6 separate regions of the Mus musculus genome follow, and all the other regions are linked to region 2. Evidence: chromatin contacts called from public promoter capture Hi-C data. All regions are on one chromosome and are shown on one strand. Each heading gives the region's core, a stretch centred on a gene start, on an enhancer-like site or on the middle of the called end of the contact. The rest is flanking DNA. Distances are from core to core; before and after follow the strand shown. Region 1 holds the start of Pxk (PX domain containing serine/threonine kinase). Region 2 holds the start of 3830406C13Rik (RIKEN cDNA 3830406C13 gene). Region 3 holds the start of Htd2 (hydroxyacyl-thioester dehydratase type 2). Region 4 holds the start of Kctd6 (potassium channel tetramerisation domain containing 6). Region 5 holds the start of Flnb (filamin, beta). Region 6 holds the start of Pdhb (pyruvate dehydrogenase (lipoamide) beta).

Region 1 (3,132 bases), core at 350-2,849, 4.2 Mb after region 2:
AAAAACTGCCAATTTTTTGCCCTAAAATTCCTTACACTTGTTTTAATGACGAGTTCTGGAGTGACTATGGAACCCATTACATCTCTCACCTCCACACTGACCTGTTAGCAGAAGCCAGGTTGTTCCGACTTTCACAACCATCTCTACACAAACAGGAAACGGGGCACAGTGAGGTTGCAATCCATTCACTGATCTGTTCAATCGACACATATGAGATGCTATCAGACAGAGACCCTCCTGTCAAAGCTTGGAAGAGAGGAAATTACAGAACCATCCTGGTGTCCATACTGCCTAGGGTAATAGCTACGCAGGAAGGAAGGCTTTCTAGAGGAAGTGGTCTCTGAGCATCCATCTCTTTAGTATTAAATAGACCTAAAACACCCTATGAGGTTATAAGACTTACTTGCCAGTAATCCAGTCAAAAAACATAATTTGAAAGAATTATTATTACCTTCCATAAACATGGCCTTAAATACTCACTTTGCAACAAATTACAAGCGCAACAAACTCATAGATTTTTGGTGCCTTTCATAAGTTTCTACAATAGGACTTAGGATGTTACCTACCATTGGGAGAAAAAGTGCATTTTTTAAAAAAAGACAGTCATTTCTCTAAGTGAGAATAAATGCTTTCAACAATCCTGACCTACAAAGCAAGGCTGTCGGAGAGGTAACAGGGCTCTAAAAAGTCCTGCTTTAATACATCAGAATGAAAGATCTCTTTGACTAGCGAAGAATTTGAACATACACACACAGAAACAGAGATAAACACACAGGGAACGTCAGAAACAAGAGACAGAGACAGCGAGATGGAAAAAGAGACGGCGAGACAAAGAGACAGAGACACAGAAGGCTTTTGTGGGGCTTTAGCCTCCAGATGATGAACCCCCAAACACTGCTTGATAAACAAGACTCTGGGCTGGAATCTGATTTGCTGGCCTGACAAAACATTACAATCTCAGGAATCCCAATCCCACCCCCACCCCATTCATCATTTCCTCGATCAAGTCCTAGAGGCTACAAGCTCCCCGGTTTTTACTGGTTCCTAGGGTTTACTGCTTGTAAATTACAAGACATAGAGCACCTTTCCAAAAGGAAAAAGGGGGGGAAGTACCGGCAAATGAAAGCAAGCGTGGCTTTAAAGCCCCATAAAAGACTGCATGTGGCAGAAATGAACTCGCCTGTGCGTACTACGAGCACCGAGGGCTCCCCTAAGCCACTCCAGGGGGTCTGGGATGCGCGGGCACGCCGCCCCGGCCGCGGCCCGGCAGGAGGGAGGCAGCGGGCTCACACACCTGCCCGGCTCCGGTGCCCGCGCCCTGCCGCGCCGCGCCGCCGTCCGGCCTTCGCCCGGCCCCCGCCCTCGGCCCCGGCCTCCCGCCCCAGCCGCGCACCGTGTGCGACTGCAGACTCTGGCTCGCCTCGACGGCCGCTGTCAGCGGCACCGTGTCGTCCAGCAGCACCTTGCCAGCCGGCGGCTTCTCCATGAAGGCCATCCCGGGCCGCCGCCGCCGCTGCCTCTGAAGCCGGGGCAGGAACCGGAGGCGCCGAGCCCCGCCACCCGCCGCGTCCCGCCGCCGCTGCTGTCAACGCGCACCGCCCCGCGCCCCGCGCGCCGCCGCCGCCCGCGGGTCCTAGCGCCGGTCGTCTCTGCCTGCCGGCTGTCAACACCAGTCTGCCCGACCTCGCTGGGTCCTAGCGCCGTTCTTCACGGCAGGGTAGGTGACTGCTATCGTCGTCCCATGGTTGCAGTCAGAGGCATTATGTCCCTTGCTCTCTTGGCGCCTCCTCGCCCCCGCAGCGTATACTCAGTACTGTGAGCTCCTGGCCTCGGGCGAGGAGCACAAAACTAAACCATTACCACCACATCTCGCACTGCTTCTCTGGACTCTAACAGAACTGAGCTTTTCAGATGAACCGTTCAGAAACTCAGGCTGGTAGATTTGAGACCCTACTGCTCCTAATCACACTTTCCTGCCCAAGGACCTTAGGACTCAGGATATAACAAAAAACAACTTCAGGGTGGCTTCTCAGTCTGAGTTTATAGACCAAACTTTGTAAACCAAATCTGGATTCATGTTTTAAACCTGGATCTTCAGGAGAACCTAGGTGCCACACTCTCATAACTGGATCCCACGGGGTTTAGTTCCTAATCTTTAAACAATAAGCTTTAAGACAGAGGTGGAAAAATAAAATAAAATAACTGATGCAAAGATTTCCCTGCTTGTATGCTTGGTCCTAGCTCACAGTTGAGCTTTAAAGTCTTTGAAACCAAAGAACACTCAGATCTCTTAGACGGTGAGAATATTTGGTCGGTCCTAGAACAGGCTCCAAGAACCTCAAACTCAGAACTATCAAACTTGATGATCAACTTGTCAGTACCAAATCTACCCTGCTCACCTTAACCCAAGACCACAGCCTTCCAGGATAATAATGAAATTAAACTTAGATCAGATGACTAGGACCCTGTTGAGGGTCTGTGTGATCTTGAATAAGTCTCTCTCTCTCTTTCTCACACACACACACACACCACACACACCCTGAGACCTCACTCTTCCATTGGCAAAACTAAGTAAATGCCATGTAGAATGTGTAATAGGAATGCAATTGGACAGGAAGGAACTTTGCACATATTTAAAATCTCAAACAATATGCATTCCATCCTGACAATTCACAGAACAGAGATTTATTTCTGCTTGTTTCCACTGAATTTCTATTATTTTATTCATAGAAACCAAGCTTCTTTGTGCATCCATCACCACTGCGATGACATCATAGCAAAGGTCTAGATTGCTCTTGACGGTTATTCTCTTCAGAGTTCAGGCTTAGAGATTGCTGGGCAACCCCAAGGAGCCAAGTGACACCAGAGTGCCTTCAGGGGCCAATGCTCAGAGGAGACCTGGGGATCTTCTTAATTTAGCCCTAAATCAATGAGACCTCTTCTTGCATCTCATTTTTATTCCTATGTGCTTTAGAGCAGTAATCCACTAAAGCCAAACCATGTGTCACTTTAGGACGGTTCCACTCCTTTCCTCCATTGCTTTGTTTAAGGACAGGGAGTATTTAATTGTCAGAGGAACAGAAACACAAAGTCTGCATTATTACTCTGGTCATGGTGGGGATCCATCAAGGC
Region 2 (2,906 bases), core at 13-2,512:
CTTCATGTCTTTTAGAAAGGTGAATTTCTTGAGTAAACAAGGAAGCCATCTTTAATCAAAGCTGGGCTATAAGTTTTCTGCTAAATAATAAAAACATTTAGTTATCTTTACCCATGTGTTCAACTGTGCGATTTGGTTTTAGTACTGAAACAATACATTAATTCTCTCAAAAGAGAAAACTGACAATTTTATGTGTAATGTGAAAGAATGCACTCAAGCACATTTTTATTAATTTTTTTTTTTTTTTTTGCATTTGTCAAATTCACTCAAAACACCATGGATCAGGTAAACTCAAGACGCTTCATATCTGCTACCTCCACCCAAGCTCTAATCTTAAACAGAATTTCAACAAACAAACAGCCGGCACTAAGACTAATGGACATTTTAACAGAAAGAAAAAAAAAAACCTAAAAATTCAACACACACTCATAGACAGAAAGGCAAACACGTCTGAGGACCAACTGGGAACTCATGGTCTTGCCTTTAGCGGAAGACTGCTCAGTGCTACCATGACCCTTCCAAACAGGGGAAGTATTTTTACATGTGTAACTTAGGAAAAAGTCGATTAAGTCTGCCCGCCGCGTTCTAGCAAGTCAGCACTCGCGTTTGGAGACTTCCTATGGCACACTACACCAGGCACCACTCCCCTTGGCTAAAGTACTTGCACAAGTATAGATGGTGGGCTAATGACGTGCTCTGAACGCGCTAGGCTGAGCACACAAGCTAAAGGTGCCCCACCAAAGGGAGACACATCCAACACTGACATTCCGTGAAGGAGACTTCCCTAAACTTTCTGAAATTAAACGCCGCTCGCTCAGGATCGGATGGCGACCGGACGCCCGAGCTCTGGGTGCTCCGCACACTGCACAGGGGCCTGCCCGGCCCTTCAGCAGGCTCCTTCTCCGCCCAGGGCCCACCTCACGCCCGGCTTCCTCGCCTTCCTCCCGGCGAGGTTTGCAGCCGACCAGGGCAGCGTCCAGGCGCCCCTGGAAAGCCACTCCTGCCGCCTCTCTTCCTCTCCTTCGGGAGCAGTTCAAGAAAAACTCTGCCTTTTGAAGCGAGGAAGCGCCCAACGGCCACCCCAAGTCCCGCCTTTCGTCCCAGAAAACTCTGGAAAACCTTTCTGGTCACCTGGCTCCCCTCATTAGCTTCCTCCTCATCCCCCCCTTGCCTCAGGGGCTACGGGCTGTGACCACACTGCGCCCACCTCTGAGCTCTTCCGGGAACGCGCCATGGACGACGCCTGCGCAAGACCTGGGCGTGGTCAGGCAGCCATGTTTGCGTACTTTACGCTCCTGACGTCAGTCAGAGTCCCAGCTACTTGGCTTGGCTTGGCTCTGGCGCGGGTTCGAGCACCTCAGGGAGATGAGACTGTGGAAGATTCCCCAAAAGGGGCCTTAGAAACCTGGAAGAAGATGTGGTGATAGCTCAAGCTTTTAAAAAGTGGTCTCTGCATATGTTATAAAGTCTTCGGGGAGTACAGTTGGCTTCCTCCCTGTAACATATTCCTCCTTTGGAATGTTCCAGTGGGGGGGGGGGGGGGGGAAGGCGTGAGTGTTGTGGGGACTATCCAAAGACTTGTCATTAAGTTTGTTCATCCGAGGCCTGCAGAGCAGCCTCTAGGTCGCACACAGATCAACACAGCAAGTTCACAGCCTTGTGTTGTTTAGCCCACAGCACTCCTCCCATGTGCAGAAGTGTACCCTTACGCTTCATTTTATTCCTTGAAATAACTTTGTGAGCGAGTAGTTCTGTTTATTCTTTGCTTATAGATAGAGATATGGAAGAGTGATAAAGTCTTAACTAAGAGTTGCACAGCTGGTAAAGGGTAAACAGAACACATTTAAGTGAGTTTTTCCTCCTAGGTTACCTACATTAAATGTAGCACCGAATTTAGACACTTTGAACTCAGTGTGTCCTTTATTTTGAAAGCCTCTTTTCTACACACTTAGGTATCTTCACTTCTTTACTTCTAGGGCAAGGTCTCACTATGTAGACCTGGCTAGTCCTTTAAATCACAGGACATACCTCTGCCTCTCTGCCTCTCTGCCTCTCTGCCTCTCCCCCTCTCTGCCTCTCTGCCTCTGGTCCTGGGAGTAAAGGCATGGACTATGATACTTGGCTCTTCCTATCTTATAATGCTACTCTCTCAATAGAGGTATTATTTCATTCTCAGTGTGGGACTTCCCACTTCCCCAGCCACATTTTTTTTTTCCACAACAAAAGAACATTTTGTGTTTTGTAAAGTTCCCTTTAAATTTTGGTATGTGTTTGTGTGTGAGTGTGTGTGTGTGTGTGTGTTGGGATGGTATGCTACAATGTATATAGGTGTCCTCAAAGGGCAGAATAGAGATTTAGATCCCCTTGAGACTCTTTATTTGATTGTTGTGATGAGAACTCTTGTCCTCTGTAAGAACAGCCAGAACTCATAACTGCTGGATCCATCTCTCTCCAGCATCAAGAAAAATATTTTTGACTTTGGTTTCCTATTGTGCATTTTCTAACTGGATGAGTGAAATTTCTCCTGATTTTGAAGCACTGTAACCTGTGCTTGGCAGATCTGTTGTTAAACTGCTTCACACCCTCCCTCTTTAAAAATAGACCCTTGAATGGTTCTGTGTTCTGGGCTCTCCCATGAATAAAATAGCCTTTGCATAGTCACAAAGCATTCTTGTTTGTTTTATAGAATTTCAAAATAAATTTTAACTATTTTTGGACTATGTGAACAGACAATCTAACTATTAAAATGTTTTCATGTTTATTAAGACAAACTTTATGTACCCTCATGCTTTGGGCATGTTTGCATAGCAGTACAATTGGGAGAAACTACAAATTTTCCTCAGAGCCTCTCCTTTTTGAGTCATTGTCTGCCTTACTGTCAAACCAAGAGATAGTATATAAATTTT
Region 3 (3,275 bases), core at 250-2,749, 4.2 Mb after region 2:
TGGAAGGGTCCAGCCTGAATTTGGCCAATAGAATAGACTGGCCATGAAAAGAGCAAGAGAAAGAAGAGGGACCAAGAGTGTGCAGGATTAAGAGATGCACCAGAAGCCGGGTGTGATGGCGCACGCCTTTAGTCCCAGCACTTGGGAGGCAGAGGCAGGTGGATTTCTGAGTTCGAGGCCAGCCTGGTCTACAAAGTGAGTTCCAGGACAGCCGGGGCTACACAGAGAAACCCTGTCTCGAAAAGCCAAAAAAAAAAAAAAAGAGAGAGAGAGAGAGAGAGACCCACCAGGAGACTGCATACATAACGCATAATCGAAATGGCTGACTTACATAGGAAAGAGAAGCTGAGGGAAGTGAAGCGAATCTCGGGAGCTGGAGACGAGAGGTTTAGGGCAGGGGAAGGGGTGTGTCAGCCAAGACCACTCTAACAGGAACTTGTGAGTATGGGCTGAGAGAACCTAGAGGCTAGCATAGACTTCGATATACTAATAGGTAACCATCCAGGTTAATGGAGAAGCAATACGGCTTTTGCCAGAAATAAGACTCCTTTTAGGAAGTAGGAACCACCTTCTTAAATCCCTGAAGGAATCCCGACCTTTGTCTAAATGCCGGATTTTTAAGGAAAGGATTAATTAATTTGTTTGTTTGTTTAGCGTTTATTCCTCTGTGTAACGGAGTCCTGAAACTCACAGATCACCTGCCACTGCCTCCTAGGCGCTGGAATTAAAGGCGTGTTGAAACAATTTCTTAAGACCTAACACTCTGGGCTTCCTCCTCCTCTTGGCCTCGGCATCGCCTCTGGGTAGCCACGTGTCTCACACTCTCCAGCCTCTCTGATCTTACTCAATGTGTCCCACTGCCCATCCTATCTATTATGGTACCATACCCTCCTTGCCTAGTTCTTGCAAGTTCTCCCCTTCTGCTTCAGTGTCTGCACTCCGAAACAGAGATCTGCTTCATACCCTAGTGCTTCTCACGAACTCACGAACCGGTGTCTTGAACATTTGGGGGACACAAGACATAACTAAAGCAATTGTTTAAAAAGCCGATCCCCTACTGCCGAAGAGTAAGATTGTTCCCAACCTTGCTCCATTAACAATCGCTACTGACTTTGCGCCCACATCAAGGGCAGTGAGCCCAGCAAACGGCCGGATCAGCCCTCCCGGTCACCGCCTGTATCCGGGACCTAAGCCGCGCTGTACAGAGCCCGGCGGTGGCTCTCAGACTGACACTACAGCAGCGAAGAACCTGAGGTCCGCCACACTTCCACCTCGTGCTCCCGCGTCGCGCATGCGCACCTGCCCCGCGAGGCTAAACCGCCTCGGCCCAGGACGGAGAGGATCACTGGAATAACCGCGTTCCTGACTCTTGCACGCCGCTAGAATTCGGCATGGGTCGGAGTTCCCACGCAGCAGCCCAAGTTCGGACCTGGAAAACTGGTGATATTTACATTCGCACCGCCCCACAGACGCATAACAGGACGTGGCGTCACCGCGCCGCGTCGGTCACTGAACTAGTGCGTAACCCTCAGCGGGGGCTGAGGACGAACAGGTTCTGCGCCCTCTAGCGTCCACCCTCGGAACTGTCGTCAGACACTCTTCATGGTCATTTATTTCTACATTTATGCTCAACAGGTTATATCAAACAACCCCTCTCCTTTCTTGCTTTCTCTTTCTTTTTCTTTTTTGCAATGCCAGGGATCAAAACCACAACCTTGTCTATACTAAGCAAGTCCTCTACCACCAAGCTAAATCTGAGCCTTGCCATCTCAGGAACATCCGTGTCACGCACTAAAGACAAGATCGTCTGTCAGTTTCCCAATGTGGCTCCTAACATACACTAGAGATTCTGTTTTGATGTGGAAAAATCCAGCTGCTCCTATTTCCAGATGTAAGTAATTCCACTTCTGTATCTAATCACCAAGTCAGAATCCGTTATGCATTAGCGACTATTCTGAGTGCTGGCAACTCCGGAGAATAGGATATGGTCCTTGTATTCATGTGACATACCGTGTATATTTAACAGTTATAATAGCAACTAATATTTACGTTTGGGCCAGGCATTGTGCAGAAGATTTCACGTAAGTGATCTAATGGAACCCTCAAGCAACCTTAAGGCAGCTATTATTGCAATAGTCCCTGTTTTACATAAGGGAACTGAAGGCCAGAGAGAGACTAAATTGTCTGCCTTTGATGGTTGCCAGTGTTAATACAGATTATCTGCTTTGGCCAGTATGATATTTGTATATGCTAGGCCCAGGGAGTGGCACTGTTGGAGTAGGTGTGTCACTGTGGGCGTGGGCTTTAAGACCTTCATCCTAGCTGCCTGGAAGCCAGTCTTCTGCTAGAAGCCTTCAGATGAAGATGTAGAACTATCACCTCAGCCTGGAGGCTGCCATGCTCCCACCTTGATGATAATGAACTGAACCTCTGAACCTGTAAGCCAGCCCCAATTAAATGTCCTTTATAAGAGTTGCCTTGGTCATGGTATCTGTTCACAGCAGTAAAACCCTAACTAAAGCAGCCAGTGTTGTCCAGACTAGTTCAGGAGCACCATCTTAACCCAACTGCCTTCTGAGGTAGTCTCTGGGTATGGGAACTTGGTGATGGCTCATCACCATATTGCAGTCCTTGGCACCAGTGGTCACACAGCTTGAGTTTACTAAAAAGATGAGCGTTGATTTGGCCTGAGTGGGACACAGTAGTGATGGTAACAGTATGCCTTGCACAGCCAAGCCTGTGCCCAGGTAAGTTGGGGCCTTTCCTGTAATTGGGGAAAAAAAACCTGATATTTTTGTCCCCTAAGCTTTCATTCCTGCCTTGGCCATGCTCTGAAGTCGTGGCCTCTGTTTCCTCTCCTTCCTGCCCAGAGGAAACAAGGCTTGTTGGGGAATAAGGGGGAAAAGCTAACACAGACCCCAGAGAGGGGCATTTTCTTTCTCAAAACTAGTTTGTATTTTGGTAATTATAGCAGAATTTTAGCAGAACTATTGTATCTGACATGAATCGGAAGTTATGGTACCTAAGCTTTGAAGAAATCTTTTGTCAGTGATTATTATCTGAGATTTTATGAGTGTTTTGTTTTTGGTTTTGGTTTTTGGTTTTTGGTTTTTCGAGACAGGGTTTCTCTGTGTACTCCTGGCTGTTCTGGAACTCACTCTGTAGACCAGGCTGGCCTCGAACTCAGAAATCTGCCTGCCTCTGCCTCCGGAGTGCTGGGATTAAAGGCGTGCGCCACCACGCCCATCTTGAGTGGTGGTTTTTTTGTTTTTGTT
Region 4 (3,321 bases), core at 71-2,570, 4.1 Mb after region 2:
GCTCTCGGGACTTCTAGAAAGCATGACTCAGGGTTGTCTCAAGATAAAGCAGAAGACACACATACGTGTTCCGTTTAAAATAGACCCCAACTATTAAAATCCAGGATGCGACGATGGATCATAGGAGTGACCATAAGACTGCTTTCCACGCTATTGCTTCAGCTAAAATACACTTTAAAAATTTTCAAATTCTATGGCCATCTTTCTACCTACGGTATTACAAAAAACTAAGAATCCGTGTGGGCTCCTGGTTTTCATCCAAAGGGTGATTCTCCCACCCTACCTACTTAGATCTTTACTCTTTTGAAACACTTCTGGCTTTGGGCCTGTAATACCCCACCATTATTCCCATACTAGAATATCTGCAACAGCGAAAAAGATGAGCCTGCCAAGGGGGGTACATTGGAGCAGGTTGTTTGGGCTATCCCAGACATTCTTAGCTAAACCAGGTCACATCGGTCTATTTGTCTGCATCACGAAATCCTGAAACCAGGTTTATCAACTTGCTGTATGTACTGGTGTACAGAACAGAAACATGACAACTTCAGCAGAATATCCAAACAGGATCTCAGTCACGTTTCGTTTCCCCGTCCCACCCCCAGACACAGCCTCCGCTGCCATCGCCCAGCAGGTGCTGCAGGGGCTCCCCACGACCTCGCCAAGGATCACCTCTTAACACCCAGCACTAAATCGCCGTGACATCCCAAAATTCCGGTAAAAAGCTGCAATTTGTGCACAAAACCCAAAAAGCAGAGCTTTAAACTAGGGCAGTGGCGGCTAATAAACACCACTCCCCAAAACACCAACCCTTTGCCCCGCAGAGCCCGCTGGTCCCTACTCCGCGGTCTCCCGCAAGCCAAGCCCGGCCGGCCACGCGCACCGAGCCCCGAACCCGAGCCGGAGCCCAAAGCCCGAGGCGGCCGCGCGTCCCCGATTTCCCCGCCCAGGCCCCGCCGCGGGCTCGTGCCAGCCCGGGGACGCGCGGCCGCCACCCGCCGTTCTCCTCAGCCCGACTTCCCGCAGCCCCGGCCCGCAGGCCCCGCTCGCGCCCCACTCACTGCACGAGCGCGGAGGCGACCCGGCCGGGAGACGCCGGCGGCCCGAGAGCGCGAGCGCGGGGACGAGCGAGCCCGCGCCCCGCGGCGGCAGCGGCGGCGGTGGCGGCGGCGGCGGCGGCGGCGGCAGAGGGGACGAGTGAGCCGGAGCCCGGAGTTGCGGCTCCAGCTGCCCGGCGCGGGCGGCGCCTTCTCAGCAGAGTCGCGGCGCCGAGAACGCGGACGCCCCCTATCGGCGGCGCGGGGCGAAGGCCGGGAAGCCGGATCGCCGCGGGCACTCTGGGCGCTGCCGGGGCGGCGTGGTCAGGCGGGCTCTGCAGCAGTCCCGAAGCCCCGCCTCCGTCCCGTTCCTATCCCCGCCCCGCCCAGGACTCCCGCGCGGAGCTCCGCCCAGGCCACGCCCCTAACTCCCCCTCCGCTTTCAGCCTCTCCTCCTGGCCGCCAGCAGTCTCTTCCCTGCTTGCCCAGGACTCCTTCTCCGCAACTGTTTCTCCTCAGCTGTTTTCACTAAGTCGATAGACCTCATCGCATGCAGGGCTTAGAGAGAAGAGCAGCCACCCAGACCGAGGCGCGTCTCAAGACTCAAAAAAGCAGCCAGTAGACACACACAAGACAAGTTCGAATCCTGGTGAGAGCGGTCCAATAAGAAGGCTGCCTTGGCCGGGCTTGGTGGCATACGCCAGAACTCCGGAGGCAGAGGCAGGTGGATTTCTGAGTTCGAGGCCAGCCTGGTCTACAAAGTGAGTTCCAGGACAGCCAAGGCTACACAGAGAAACCCTGTCTTGAAAAAACAACAACAAAAAAAAGAAGGCTGCCTTGGAGAATAAGGGAAGATGTGACGATCTGATATATATAAAATATTAGTATACATTTAATGTTATTAATATTGATGTAATTATATTATATTAATATATACATAATAATGTAGTTAATATTATTAATGTATTAATATATAAGACTCCTGGCCTTATATATTAAGGCAGGCCATTCTGTAAAGTAATGGCTTAGAGGGACCACCGATCCAGCCTTTTAGGCAGAGAAGAGCAGCCAGTTAGAAGGGCAGAGCTAACTAACGTCATCCTGTGTAATACCTCTGAGGATCTTAGTCTGGATGGGACTGGCAAGGGTAATGTCCCTTCAGGAAGGACATCAAGGCTGCAGGGCTAATTGGATTCCATGCATAGACAAGATGCAAAAGCCACCACTTCTAGCTAGCCAGATCTCAATCCACTTCTACATGGGTGAAAAGCCACTGGCCTTAGAAACTCACCTGGGCCAGGCATAGTAAAAGTAGTGCACATCCTTAATGCCAGCACTTAGAGGCAGTGGCATGTGGGTCTCTTGTGAGCTCTAGGTTAGCCTGGCCCACATAGCTAGTCTCTAGGACAGATGAGGCTACATAACGAGACCCTTTCTCAAAAGAACAAAACAGAAACTTACCTGGTTTACACATCTGCATGTTTGTGAGGTGGTTCTGAAATCTAGTTTTTATATGTATGATCATCATCTAATATTCTATTTTTTCTCCAAAAATCAAATTGATAGGTTAAATAAGCAATGTGGACTTCAACACAATGGACGGCTACATTGACATCTAAGCAAGGATACAAACTAATTAAGAATATGGGAATAGGGCTGGAGAAATGGCTCAGCGGGTAAGAGCACTGACTGCTCTTCCGAAGGTCCTGAGTTCAAATCCCAGAAACCACATGGTGGCTCACAACCATCTGTAATGGGATCTGATGCCCTCTTCCGGTATGTCTGAAGTCAGCTAAAGTGTACTTATGTATAATAATAAATAAATCTTTTTAAAAAGAATATGGGAATATGCTCCTGCAAATCAGGACACAAAATCATACATACAGGACCCCAATGTTGATTTTAATACATACAGTACCCCAATGTTGATTTTAATACATACAGTACCCTAATGTTGATTTTAATACATACAGCACCCCAATGTTGATTTTAATACATACAGTACCCCAATGTTGATTTTTTTTTCCCTATTTTTTTGTTTGTTTTGAGACAAGTCTTCTCTGTGTAGCCTCGCTGTGCTGGAACTCACTCTGTAGACCAGGCTGGCCTCAAACTCAGAGATCCGACTGCCTCTGCCTCCCAAGTGCTGGAATTAAAGGCGTGCGCCACCACTTCCTCACCCACCCTCCCATTCCCCCCCCACCCCCCGGCAGCCCCTACTAACATTGATTTTTTTTTTAAAGGAGTACACATAGACAAAAACTTTGATGACTAAACCATTGAACAT
Region 5 (2,916 bases), core at 169-2,668, 4.5 Mb after region 2:
AAAACACATTCTCAAGAGCCCTGTTTTCTCTTTAGAAGCCTAAAGTACTCGAGGTCTTAATTCTCTCACCCAAGGCGGGAGGAAAAAAGCAGGACTCAAACTCTCTCAGGAAGACCCAGGAAAAGGGGGTGGGGACTGCTTTACTTCTAAGTTGGACCACATTGGAGGTGGCCCTGGGAACGTCAATTAGCCCGGTAAACGTCCCCTCTTCTGTAAAATGGGCCTAAGAACATCTCAGGCCACCGGACGTCAATAACTCAGAGAGCCACACAGCCAGCGCCAGTCAAGCCCTTTTCTACACACATTAATTATTATCAACCACTAAATTATCTCAACCTGAAGGAACCGGCCAGCGCTGAGCCAGAGCTAGGAAGTGAGGACATTCCCCTGTGACGCCCCTTCCAACCTCAGAGCCCACACCCATTCCGGTCTAAGAAGGGGAGGGTCTCAGGTCCTCGTCTCCACCTAGGTGGTGAGATCCTAAGCAAGAGAGCGGTCGCGGTCGCGTCCTAGGTCTCCACGCCCAGACTCGAAGCCAACGCCCTTTCAGCCGGGCGGGTCACTCAGCTCTAGGCGCACCTGGCTAGCGTAAAGTAGGGATTTGGTACTTGAGTCCACGGCGTTGTCATTAGGGTCAGCAGACGATTTCCCCAGCAATCCCAGGAGTTCCCGCAAATTAAATTCCAGGTGTGACTGGAAGGTCTGAGTGCTTAACCCACCCCAACACTGCAGCGGCACCGCCAGGAGCACCGTGTCGAGCAATCACGCCAGGTCCCAGCCCACAGATGGCACCGCGGAAAGGCCTATGTTCCTAGGTCCTCATCCCAGGACCATCTCCCCCTCCCTCACACCCGGGAAGCGATGCGCAGTGGGGCGCGCTGCCGGATACCCCCCGATTACTGCAAATTTAGGGCCTGGCCACAACACTCACCAATGGACACGAGCTTAATGCTTTCGTGGTCTAGGAACTCCAGAGCCACAGACACATTCTCCAGCTTCATCTGTCTGAAGGTGGGCCGCTGATGGTACTTGTGGTGCATGCGCTTCTGGCTGAGCACCTCGAGCAGCGCGATGAGCCGTAGCCCGTCGCTCAGGTCGGTCTGCAGGTTCCCGATGCGTTTATTCACACACTTGAGGTGCTCGTTGCACCAGCGCGTGAACGTGTTCTGCTGAATCTTCTTCCACGGCGCGTCCTCCGCCAGGTCTTTCTCCGTCACCGGCATCCTGGAGGCAGAGAGTACGCGGAAACAACGAGCTGCAGGGACTGAGATGAAAAGCCCCAAGGGCCCGGGGAAGGGGAACTGAGGCAAGTGGGGAGAGGGTTAGAAAGCGCTGCTATACTAGCCGCAACAGGATCAGGACTGCCTTCGTCCGTCCCCGGGCGCGAAGTAGCCTGGCCTGGCGCCTGCGCGCTACGCCGCCCCGCCCCCGAGGCTCCGCCCCGTTTCTACCCTATAGAAGCGAACTCCTTAGCTGCGCTCGCCCTCTACGGTCCAAAGCCTGCATTACGCCGGAGGGTAGGGTGGGGTGGTGCTTCCTAAGTATCCCCAACCTGATGTACTGCCCAGCAAGGAGAAAGTAACTTGGGAAAGGCCTAGAATAAGGGCACACGAGGAGGCGGGGGACTAGCCTAGAAGGAATGGTTGCGTCAAGAGGGAATATGCCACCCATCTATAGGTTCAGTGAGAGGAAAGTGTTTTTCTCAGAGTCTGCACGTAAATTAGACACGTTGATTTCTAAATGAAAAGGAACTCAGAGCTGGGCGTGGTGGCGCATGCCTTTAATCCCAGCACTTGGGAGGCCGAGGCAGGCGGATTTCTGAGTTCGAGGCCAATCTGGTCTCCAGAGTGAGTTCCAGAACAGCCAGGGCTACACAGAGAAACCCTGTCTCGAAAAAACAAAAACAAAACAAAACAAAACAAAAAAGAAAGAAAGAAAAGGAACTCAGCCTTAAAGTCCAATACCACGTCCATCTGAGTAGCAGTAGTGAAAACGAACTGTTTTCTATGGCTATTAGAAGTTTTTTGCTGGTGTAACACAGATTTCCTGTCTTGCATGTCAGTAAGTTAGATGTCCCGTCTGGGGTTCATTGGCCCAAGGCATTTCTTGCTGGAGCTTCTGGGAAATAATCTGCTCCTTTGCCGTGCCAGATTCTAGACGCTAGGTGCATGTGTTGGCTTACGATGCCTTTCTTGTCTTCAAAGCCGGTAAAACAAGGCACAGATACCTTTTTCACCCTGTCATCTCCTCAGTTCTCCATAGTCAGGTCTTCCTAGAACTCTCTTGAAGACCCTGTTGACTGTATTAGGCAAATTGATTAGTCCAGAAGATCTTGTTATGTTTTATTTTTTTTAACTATGATGGCCAAGAAAGGGCCGGATAAATGGGTCATGGCACCTACTGACCGGTGTCCCTCTTCTCTTCCCTTTGCCTGAGAATTCAGTTCCTTTCTCTCCACATCCCAAGCCTGGTAGCCCTCAGCTCAGCTTGGCTGTCTCCCCCCTGGCCCCCCAGTGTCGAGGAGCAGATGGAGATCTAAGGTCTCGAAGAAACTGAAGATACGTGTCTGACATGAATGATATCTGTTCCATGCTGGTCTGCATACCCCAGCAAGAGGTCTAGAGTGATCTCAACTACAGCTGAGTACCTGGTGTAGAATTGCCATATGAGATGTAGACGACAGATGAGTGAGTGGGTGAATGGATGGATGTGTGCTTGCAGACTGAGGGGGGCAGCCTTCATCCTGCATGCAGAATCAACTGGGGTGTGGGACACCCATCGTGTGAGACCTACAGCCTGACATTTCAGGCCTGAAGAATCTACATCCTGTCCCTGCCCTGGGTGGGGTGTTTGCTCTACTCATTTCCACAAAGCAATTAACTGCAAACATATCAATCCAAGGAGATTGATACTAGA
Region 6 (3,387 bases), core at 296-2,795, 4.1 Mb after region 2:
TTTCCAGAATGTCCTTTGGTTACATGAAAGAGTGTCTTTGTTCACATATACTCTGAAGTTAGGGGACTCTGATGTAAGCAAACTTCATAGTTTGAATAGATGAGAACACTAAAGCCAATGTAGTGAATGCAATATTTAAGTTGCTAGTAAATAGAATTTGGAACATTTAAGCCATAGAAAAATAGTGGTAAGAAGAAAAACTATGGACTGGTTGGTGGTAGCATAAACCTTTAATCCCAGCACTCAGAAGGCAGTAGCAGGTGGATCTCTGTAAATTCAAGGCCAGCCTAGTCTACAGAGAGAGTTCCAAGACACCCAGGACTACACATAAAAACACTTCCTTGTGAGGAAAAACAAAAACCAAAACCACTTACATTAAAGTTTTTCAAGGCAGGAGAGGGGATTTGAAGTCCTTGTCCCAAACACAAGTTTATATAATTTTTGATAGAAAGACTCATATTGGGGCTGGTGAGATGGCTCAGTGGGTAAGAGCACCCGACTGCTCTTCCAAAGGTCCAGAGTTCAAATCCCAGCAACCACATGGTGGCTCATAACCATCCGTAACGAGATCTGATGCCCTCTTCTGGTATATCTGAAGACAGCTACAGTGTACTTACATATAATAATAAATAAATCTTAAAAAAAAAAAAAAAAAAAAAGAAAGACTCATATTTGATATATCTCACATGGTGACCACCTGATGGCAGCAATGAGGGAGGTTTGGAAGGAGGTGATCCCATACCTCAGTGTCCTTTTACAGTCGATGAGACTGAATGCAGAATATAAAGGCCACATCTAAGTATCTATTCTCAACTGTCTCTTGTCCTGCTAAAGCTATGTTTCAGGCTTCTCCAGTCCCGGTATGCCATCTAAATTCAGCAAGATCAGAACAACCTCCTCACCTCTTCTCGCCTGGATGGAGATAATACAAACAGAAACCACCTAAAAGCACTTATCAAGCACACATCACAGTACTTGGCACACAGTGGACGCTTAGTGCCTACATGAAAGCTATTGTTCACATTCAATTTACAGCGCCCTTCATATAATGGTAGGTTCACCCTCCACTGTTGTGTGTGCAAGATTCACACGTTGCTCAAAGTCCTTCAGTGCCCGCAAAGGGGTGGCTTTACGGTCCTAGCAGCCTCGGTCGGATCAGGCTGCACTGACTCAGTCCCAGCACGTGAGCAGTCAGCAGTCAAGTCTGAGTGTAGGGCGTGTTAGGTGCATGACAGCCTCTGCAAGCGGTCTGCAAAGTTATCTCCAGTGCACCGGGTCAGAGAGGAACAGCAGCCTCACGTCACCTCTGCTGGACCGCGACTCGCTAGGTGGGCGGGGCTCGCAGGCGTCGAAACTAGCCGTTGGCTACGCATGCAGAGGCGGGGCCCAGAGGGCGCGCTCTGCCAAAGCCTGGGGGCGGGGCCTATGAAATAGCGCCTTGCTATTGGCTTCCTCAGGAAGACGGGACTCTCAGTTACCATTCTATTGGCTTTGCCGAACAGAGGTGGGACGTAAAGGTGTCACGCCCTACTATTGGCTGCGTCAGACGGGCTCTGCGGCGCTTCTGTGTTGTCATTCGGCAGCTAGTAGAGGACACGGGCAAGATGGCGGTGGTGGCTGGTCTGGTGCGGGGACCCTTGCGGCAGGTAGGTAGCGGCCCCTAGCGCGTCCACTGTAGGCCCTGTGCCCTTTCTGAACCCTTTTTTCTCTCCCTTCCAGGCTTCCGGGCTGCTGAAGAGGCGTTTTCACCGCTCGGCGCCCGCAGCGGTGCAGGTAACCGGTCCCGACGTCGGGCAAGGCCGGGAGGGAGCCCTGGGGCCCGGGAGCAGGCCTGAGAGATCGGGGTCGTGTCTGCCCCAGGGCCAGGTGGCATCTTGGACCCTGACAGCGGCCGCGTCCTGCGGATGATTCGCGCTGCCTCTGTCCTCGCCCGGTGCCATTCATATTGGTAACCATCCCTTCGAGGCCGGTGGCAGTCGAACAGACAACCACCTGCTTTCCTGACTTTTAATCCCCACCCTGGAGTTGTGGTAAAATGTAGCTTTGAAATCTTATGTGTTCAAATGTGGCATCGAATGAATTCACGGTCTACACTGTCAACTTCCAGAACTTTACACGATAATAATTCACACTCTTTCGGCCGCTGTTGTATTGTACTTTTCTGGCTCTTTTTGAGTTCTTGTTTTAGAGCGTCATATAAGTTGAATCTTTTGTTCTTTTGTGTCTGGCTTATTTAAAAAGGTTCATCCACATTGTAGAATACATTCATCAGAATTTGTTCCTTTGGAACGTTGAATCATATCCTTTGTACGTTTTATTTATACATTCATTTAAGGGTGGTTTGTTTCTATCTTTTGAATTTGTTACGGTGCTGAGAACATTGGCTTGCAGATACATGCTTTTTTTGGCATATATATATCTAGAAGGATTTTATCAGTCTACATTACTGTAGTAGCATAGCAGCACCTGCATTGTGGATGTCAAGTGTTGTGCACTAGTGAACGCTTAATACTTAGTCGTAGTTAGTATCCATAGTTAGACCTTCCTTGCTAGTTCTCTAAGTCTTAGTACTTCAAGTGTATTGGTAAAACAGCCTGGCATGCTTCCTCCGTAGGAAACTGCCTGGGAGCTGGTTTAGCAATCGCTCAGTTTTCTTGCCCGTGCATATGAAGCAGTAGAGCAGAAGTGTTCTGTAAGCTTGTCACTGACGCCTAGTGAAGATTAGTTGGCATAAGTGGTACTTGTTACGTTCTATGTGTGTGAGCATGCACATTGTGGTCAATGTGCAGGGGATCCGTTTCCTCCTTCCGCCATGTAGGAAACTGGAGATGAAACTCAGCAGGCTTGGCCACCTTGCCTCCTCAGATTCTTGGAATGTGGGCTGCCTGCATGAGTGTTAAATTTATGTGTTATGTTGTGGGCAGTGTAGGTAAGTATAAGGAAGGGGGTTTCCATAGTCTCCTGAATAATCCTGTAGCATGTTTTCTGTTTATATACTTGTGACAGTTGACAGTTCGTGAAGCTATTAATCAAGGTATGGATGAAGAACTAGAAAGAGATGAAAAAGTTTTTCTGCTTGGGGAAGAAGTTGCCCAGTATGACGGTGCATACAAGGTAACTGAAATAGATAAACTTTATGTAAAATTTAAAAGTAGCCATTTGCCCTGACAACCACTTGGAAGTGATGTGGTTAAATCTTAATTGTAGGTTAGCAGAGGCCTGTGGAAGAAATACGGTGACAAGAGGATCATCGACACCCCCATCTCAGAGGTGCACTCTCTGGACAAGCTTTGGGGGGGCTGGTCAAGTATTCAATTTTAATTTCTATGGACTTTTTCTTAGGCTGGTGTTTGCTTTACAGATGGGCTTTGCTGGAATTGCTGTTGG

The links. Promoter capture Hi-C pulls out the DNA fragments that hold promoters and counts their contacts.
Region 1: a contact with region 2 is called in a promoter capture Hi-C map of pre-B cells. The contact joins the promoter of Pxk here to the promoter of 3830406C13Rik in region 2. A contact is called at or near these places in 5 of 39 promoter capture datasets (the HPC-7 cell line, cranial neural crest, frontonasal cranial neural crest and 2 more) and 1 of 484 Hi-C or Micro-C datasets (CD4 T cells).
Region 3: a contact with region 2 is called in a promoter capture Hi-C map of pre-B cells. The contact joins the promoter of Htd2 here to the promoter of 3830406C13Rik in region 2. A contact is called at or near these places in 2 of 39 promoter capture datasets (cranial neural crest and pre-B cells).
Region 4: a promoter capture Hi-C map of pre-B cells shows a contact between it and region 2. The contact joins the promoter of Kctd6 here to the promoter of 3830406C13Rik in region 2. A contact is called at or near these places in 3 of 39 promoter capture datasets (cranial neural crest, frontonasal cranial neural crest and pre-B cells) and 1 of 484 Hi-C or Micro-C datasets (CD4 T cells).
Region 5: a contact with region 2 is called in a promoter capture Hi-C map of pre-B cells. The contact joins the promoter of Flnb here to the promoter of 3830406C13Rik in region 2. A contact is called at or near these places in 2 of 39 promoter capture datasets (cranial neural crest and pre-B cells).
Region 6: a contact with region 2 is called in a promoter capture Hi-C map of pre-B cells. The contact joins the promoter of Pdhb here to the promoter of 3830406C13Rik in region 2. A contact is called at or near these places in 2 of 39 promoter capture datasets (cranial neural crest and pre-B cells).

What each region holds. Positions count from the first base shown.
Region 1 is chr14:8,096,678-8,099,809 of GRCm38.p6, reverse strand. It overlaps Pxk (PX domain containing serine/threonine kinase), which reads right to left and starts at 1,599. Exons shown (of 18, transcript NM_145458.4): 1 at 1,394-1,599. The coding sequence starts at 1,495.
Region 2 is chr14:12,282,559-12,285,464 of GRCm38.p6, reverse strand. It overlaps 3830406C13Rik (RIKEN cDNA 3830406C13 gene), which reads right to left and starts at 1,262. Exons shown (of 5, transcript NM_178141.3): 1 at 1,208-1,262; 2 at 1-80. The coding sequence starts at 49.
Region 3 is chr14:8,078,537-8,081,811 of GRCm38.p6, reverse strand. It overlaps Htd2 (hydroxyacyl-thioester dehydratase type 2), which reads right to left and starts at 1,499. Exons shown (of 6, transcript NM_001348727.1): 1 at 1,300-1,499. Rpp14 (ribonuclease P 14 subunit) reads right to left here and starts at 1,499. Exons shown (of 6, transcript NM_025938.4): 1 at 1,300-1,499.
Region 4 is chr14:8,212,080-8,215,400 of GRCm38.p6, reverse strand. It overlaps Kctd6 (potassium channel tetramerisation domain containing 6), which reads right to left and starts at 1,320. Exons shown (of 3, transcript NM_027782.3): 1 at 1,059-1,320.
Region 5 is chr14:7,816,459-7,819,374 of GRCm38.p6, reverse strand. It overlaps Flnb (filamin, beta), which reads right to left and starts at 1,418. Exons shown (of 46, transcript NM_134080.1): 1 at 932-1,418. The coding sequence starts at 1,223.
Region 6 is chr14:8,171,150-8,174,536 of GRCm38.p6, reverse strand. Pdhb (pyruvate dehydrogenase (lipoamide) beta) reads left to right here and starts at 1,545. Exons shown (of 10, transcript NM_024221.3): 1 at 1,545-1,646; 2 at 1,720-1,773; 3 at 3,007-3,114; 4 at 3,208-3,270; 5 at 3,362-3,387. The coding sequence starts at 1,605.